Linked DNA regions of Oryctolagus cuniculus: region 1 is linked to region 2. A link is a contact called in public Micro-C data. All regions are on one chromosome and are shown on one strand. The core of a region is the stretch at or near the end of the contact, and the rest is flanking DNA. Distances in the headings are between cores, read along the strand shown. Region 1 holds the start of NPAS4 (neuronal PAS domain protein 4). Region 2 overlaps TOP6BL (TOP6B like initiator of meiotic double strand breaks).

Region 1 (2,700 bases), core at 95-2,594, 380 kb after region 2:
AGAGCAGGGGAGGAGGTGACCAAGGGACACAGCCAACACGGCCACCGCACCAGGTCCTTGGCTCCTGGCGCAGGGAACTTGACCGAGGACTGAGCCCTGGTCTAGGTGCCGGGCAGGAGGCGGGGCTGGGGGCGTGGCCCCGGGCTGCTGTGTGGCTTTGGCGAATCGTGTCTCACCGAGGGTGCCTCAGTCTCCACTCCTGCGCATCTGTGCTCCGCCTGGCTACGGTGTCCTTGGCAAGTGCCATTCAAGGCTCCAGGGCGAGCTGTCGCAGACACCGAGCCCGCAGGTGCTGCGCTGGATCGGGTCCACCTCTGGATCCCCAGTCCTCGTCCAGAGCAGGGGCCCAGAGACGTCCAGACCCCCCCCCCCCCACAGCTCCTTGGGAACGCCAGGCACCTCCCAGCGCTCCTGGGCACATCACGAGATGGAGGGAGAACGCAGGCTTCCGGGGGGCTGGGTCCACGGAGCCCCTGCAGGGGCCCGGCAGCCACACCTCCACCCCGAGGTGCACACTCTGACGTCTGGGCAAAGTGGGGTTCCAGAGAGCAGCCGGGCTGCAGGAAGCCTTCGATGGAAGCAGAGCGGGGCACAGCGGCTGGTCGGTGACAGCGTCCACAGGATCATCGAGTTTGTCCGGGTGGCCATCGAGCCCGAAGCGCACTGGGTCGGGGGGAGGCCGCCGGGCGCCCTGGGGTGCGGGACAGGGCCAGGGAGGTCCCTGTGCCAGCTCCCCTCACCACTGAGGCCCAGGGGACTGACCTCCCCGGCCCCCCACCGGGCTCTGGCCCCTGCTTGTCCGGGAAGTGGCCACTGGCCCGAGCCAATCACGGCTCTTCCCGCAGGCTCCAGTTTAAGGAGAAGGGTGGACCGGCTTTCCCTAGGGTCGTGATCTGGCTCCAGACTGGGCCCGAGGGGAGCAAGGTGAGGGCTGGGCTGAAGACAGGTGGGCTGAGTCCCGGGGAGCCCCGAGGCTGCTGCCGTCCTCACCTGGTCCAGAGAGGGTCCCCGAACTTCCTCGCGGGGCTCCTAGGGGGAGGGGGCGAGGGGCGCGGGGCAGCCCCCCACCCTCGTGTCCCGGCGGCCGGAGGGGGCCCACGGGGGGCCGAGGGCACTAGGGGCGGGGGATGGGGCGGACGCCGCCGGGGGCTCCCGGGCCCGGGCCCCGCGCCGGGCTCGCCGCTCGGGGGCGGGGGCAGCGCGCGGGCTCTGGCGGAGCCGCCACTCCGCCGGTTGCCTTAAAAAGGCGCCAGCGCGCGCGCATCAGCATCTCTTCCAAAATAGGCAAGGAGAGGGAGGCCGCGGGAGACGGGGCCGCGAGCAGCGCGGACGTCACCGGGGCCTCCCTCCCTCCGCCCCCCGCCCCTCGCCCGCATCACGGCTCCATGGCGACGGCGTGCGCTCTGCGCTGCGGGGAGCGCACCGTCTGTGGCCTAGCGCCACCGCGCGGCCGACGACGGCGCTGCGCCCGGGGTGCGTGTGGCGGGCGTGCTGCCGTCTAGGTCGCCCTCTGGCGTTCGCGAGGGGAATTGCACAGAAGGACTCCGCAGGCCACGCAAGAATCTTAATAAAAACTGCGGCCTCTAGCTACATCGTAGTCCACGTGGAGGGCAGGCACAGGGCTGGGCGCTCCTCCCGCGACGCTTCCTTTCGGGATCGCGGCCACTCTGCAGTGCAGAATATTATTCTTGCCGTTTTACAGGCGAGAGCAGGCGAGGCTGCCACTCGTGGCAACTTTTCCTGAGTTCCCACAGCAGCAAGGGGCAGAGCCACGCGCGACGGTGTGGAAGGTGCTGGGGAGCCATGGTGTCTTTGGGTTTGCCTCTCATTCCCTTGAGATGAGCGAGGCAGTGCGAATTAAAGTCATGCCCATTCTACAGATGAGCAAGCTGAGGCTCAGAGCAGTGAAGCGGTTTGTGGGAGGCTGCAGGCAGGCAGGTGCAGCCCAGGCCTCTGACGGGGAGTCAAGGCCGGGGGAGCCGGGCACAGCCCCGGGAGACCTTCCTGACGCCACGGCCATTATGAAACGGCTGTAAAAGCCCATCCAGAAGTGACCCACGTTTTGACGTCCCCAAACGCGACCTGGGGGGCCTGTCTCCCGGGACTGGCCAGCACCGCAGCATCGCTCTCACAAGGCCGTGTACACTGAGCCTGTCTGTGCCTGGACAGGAAGGCATCCGGGTTGGCCATCTGAGACCCGTGGTGTGGTGGAATGAGAAGGTGAGAAGGCCATGCCAAGACGGCCACTGACAACAGAAACTGCCTGGAAACAGGCTGTGATTGGATGGCTTCGGAAACCACATGACAACAGAGCCTGACTGACAATAGGCTGTGATTGGATGATTTCAGAAACTGCCTGGCAACAGAGCGTGACTGGCAACAGGCTGTGATTGGTTAGGGCATAGACCGCCCCTTGACCGGATTGGCTGCCTTGGCTATATAAGCAGCTGTACCAACTGAAATAAATGAGTGTGTGGGCTGCCCGCCTCTGGCCTGCTTTCACCCGACTGCCGGGGTCTGTGTGGTGACTTCATGCCTCTTGCCCCCACCACACTCCTCCTCCCAGAAACAAATCCACCTCAACATCTGGCGCCAACGTGACTGAGAGAGACAGTGTGTCGGACTCGGTGAGGTCCCCCCTGGATTTCAGCAAGAAGGCCCCTCAGTGTTTTGTGTGCTGTCCGGTTCTGTGAGGTGAGC
Region 2 (2,700 bases), core at 59-2,558:
TGCCGGCCGCAGCGCGCCGGCCTCGGCGGCCATTGGAGGGTGAACCAACGGCAAAGGAAGACCTTTCTCTCTGTCTCTCTCTCTCACTGTCCACTCTGCCTGTCAAAAAAAAAAAAAAATTTCAGAATAAGCAAAGCCAGAGATACAGAAAGTAGATTAGTGGTGGCCAGGGGTGGGAGGCGGAGGGGCGCTGGAGCTAACTGTTAATGGTGTTGTTTTCCTTTGGTGTGATGGACGTGTTCTAGAACTAAGTGATGGTAGCTGCATGACACGGTGAATTTGCTGACAACCACTGGACTGGACACTTCAAAATGGACAATTTTACAGTGTATAAATTGTATCTCAAGTATTCTACCATGTATTGTTTACTAAAACAAGTTTCAATTTCTACATTCTAACTAACACTGAAGGGGCAGGCACCTTAAGGGTATGAAGGAAAACAGTATTAGGAAACTTCCCAACTTTTTTTGATAAAGCATTTTAAAATTTATTAATTTGAAATGCAGAGCAAAAGAGGGAAACAGAAATCTTCCATCTGCTGGTTCACTCTCCAATGCCTACAACAGTCAGGGCTGGGCCGGCGGGAGCCAGAATCCGGGAACTCCACCCAGGTTGCCCAGATGGGTGGCAGAAACCCAAGTACTTGGGCCATCATCTGCTGCCTCCCAGTGTGTGTGTTAGCAGGACGCTGGACCGGAAGTGGAGGTGTGTGTTTATCCCAGGCACTCTGATACGGGATGCAGGCATCCCAAGCAATGGGTAACTTGGTGTGCTACAACGCTTACCCTCAATTTTTAAAAATTCACTCTAATCTGAAAATTCTCAATAGATACACCTTTCTCCTATCCTTGGTCTTGCCAAGGAACGAGCCGCATTGGGATATAAGCTCTGAGCCTCAGAGGACTTCCCCTTCATTCGCATCTGGGCCCAGAAGAGACAGCCCCGTGCTCAGGATGCACCTCCTTGGAGCCCACCCTCACCCCCCAGGAAACAACGCCCTTCCTGGGCAGCCGCCGCCCTGTTGCAGCTTCAGCTCAGTTCCACCCTCGTCTGTAACACCAAGCCCACTCTGGTCCAGTACTCAGGCTGGAATCCATGCTCACATGGCCTTTCCCAGAATGCTTTCTATAAAATGCTAAACATGTTTCCCCTTACTTCTTCCATTTCTCCGCGAACACTATGGGTGGTGTGCTGTTCCACCTTCCTGTTTGGAAATGGAAACAGGAACTGGCCCAGAGCTGGAAGAATCTTGACTCTCCATCCTCAATCTTGTAGTTCTTCGCTGAAACCACTGGGTGTCTCTCTTAAGCCACTAACAAGTCAGCTATCTCTGAATGGCCATTACCACAGGAAACATGGGCCCTCCTGGATGGCCCCAATCTCTCTCAGTCCCTGGACTCACCTTCCAGTCCTGCATGGTAGCAGTGTTAGGCTCAGGAGCCAGGAGGTCTCAATACACATCCTCAGCTGTGAAACTATGATCTCACTAGAAACATCTTTACAGACATTAATGTGCAAACCCTTGCACAGGTCGGGGACTTCCTCCCAAGACCTGTTACCTCTGGTGAGACCCTGAGGTCGTGAGCCATCTGCCAAGTGAGCTCGGCTATGGATAGCCCTGGAGCTGTCGGCCATCACTGCAGCCAGGGAACTGGGTGAAAGAGGTCACATCCTTATCTTTGAGATCTCACTGGGATATCAGAGAAGCCCAAGCAAAGAACTTCACAGGCTGAAGAGCCCTAGGCCCTGGGTCCTACAATGGTCCGTGACCTACCCTAAACCTACCCCAGAAAGCTGAAGATGTGGATAGCTGCAGTACTCCCACCATGTCCAAGTTACAGCCCCAGAACCTGTGACCGTAAGCTTATCTGGGAAAAGGGTCTTTGTGGATATAATGAGCAATCCTGAGATTGGATCATCCTGGACTTGGGGTGAGCCTCAAGTCCAATGACAGATGTCCTTAAAACGCAGAGGGAGATTTGAAAGATACATGGGGAAAGGCTAAAGATGGAGGTACAGACTGGAATTACACAAACCGCAGCCCAAGGAACACTTCCCACCAGAAGCCGGAAGAGGCCAGGAAGGGTTTTCCCCTCCCACCCTTGGGGGAAACGTGGCCCTGCCAACACCCTGGTTTTGGACTTGTGGACTTCAGAGAATAAATGTGAGAGAATAAGTGTGTTGTTTTTGAGTCATCATGATGATGGCAGTTTCTTACAGAATCCCTAGGGGACTGACACAATGGGTCTTGGCTTTATTTGCTCAAGGTCTGGGCAGCAGCCCTCCAAGTTCAAGGGAAACTGGCCAGAGTATTTGCAGGGAACCAGGTGAAAGGAACAGCAGACACAATCCAAGGAAAAAGCGCCGTAGAAGGGACACAGAGCCATGAAAAAAGGTGTGGTCAAGGGTGCACTTACAAGCAGGTTTCCACTGGCCTTGCCTTTTGGGCTACACCCAAGAGGAGGATGGCAAATCCACGGGATGCCACGATCCTTGGGTGCCAAGACACCAAAACTTGCTCATCCAATCAGGCAGTAGAGATAGGAGGAGAAAAGATGTAGAGGAGGTGCTGCAGACTGTTAGTCTCTCAGACACGGGCGCATAATTCTTTAATAACAACTCTATTGCTATATAACTGGCAAGCTGTGTGTGTGTGCTTGTGTGTGTAAATAAAGTGCAGACTTCAGTTCTGACATACGT

Evidence for each region. A called contact is a pair of places that touch in the nucleus more often than the background predicts.
Region 1: a contact with region 2 is called in a Micro-C map of ear pinna, with 6 times the contacts expected there. The contact joins the promoter of NPAS4 here to the enhancer-like site in region 2. A contact is called at or near these places in 2 of 6 Hi-C or Micro-C datasets (ear pinna and an unstated tissue).

What each region holds. Positions count from the first base shown.
Region 1 is chr1:5,473,230-5,475,929 of mOryCun1.1, forward strand. It overlaps NPAS4 (neuronal PAS domain protein 4), which reads right to left and starts at 1,345. Exons shown (of 10, transcript XM_051854808.2): 1 at 991-1,345; 2 at 1-691.
Region 2 is chr1:5,094,048-5,096,747 of mOryCun1.1, forward strand. The region is part of intron 13 of TOP6BL (TOP6B like initiator of meiotic double strand breaks); the gene reads right to left. Among named protein-coding and RNA genes, the nearest start is that of RCE1, 5.8 kb to the left of the region's middle. Within about 2 kb of position 1,309, at least 3 of the 8 cell types and tissues checked have an H3K27ac peak or open chromatin away from gene starts, as enhancers often do.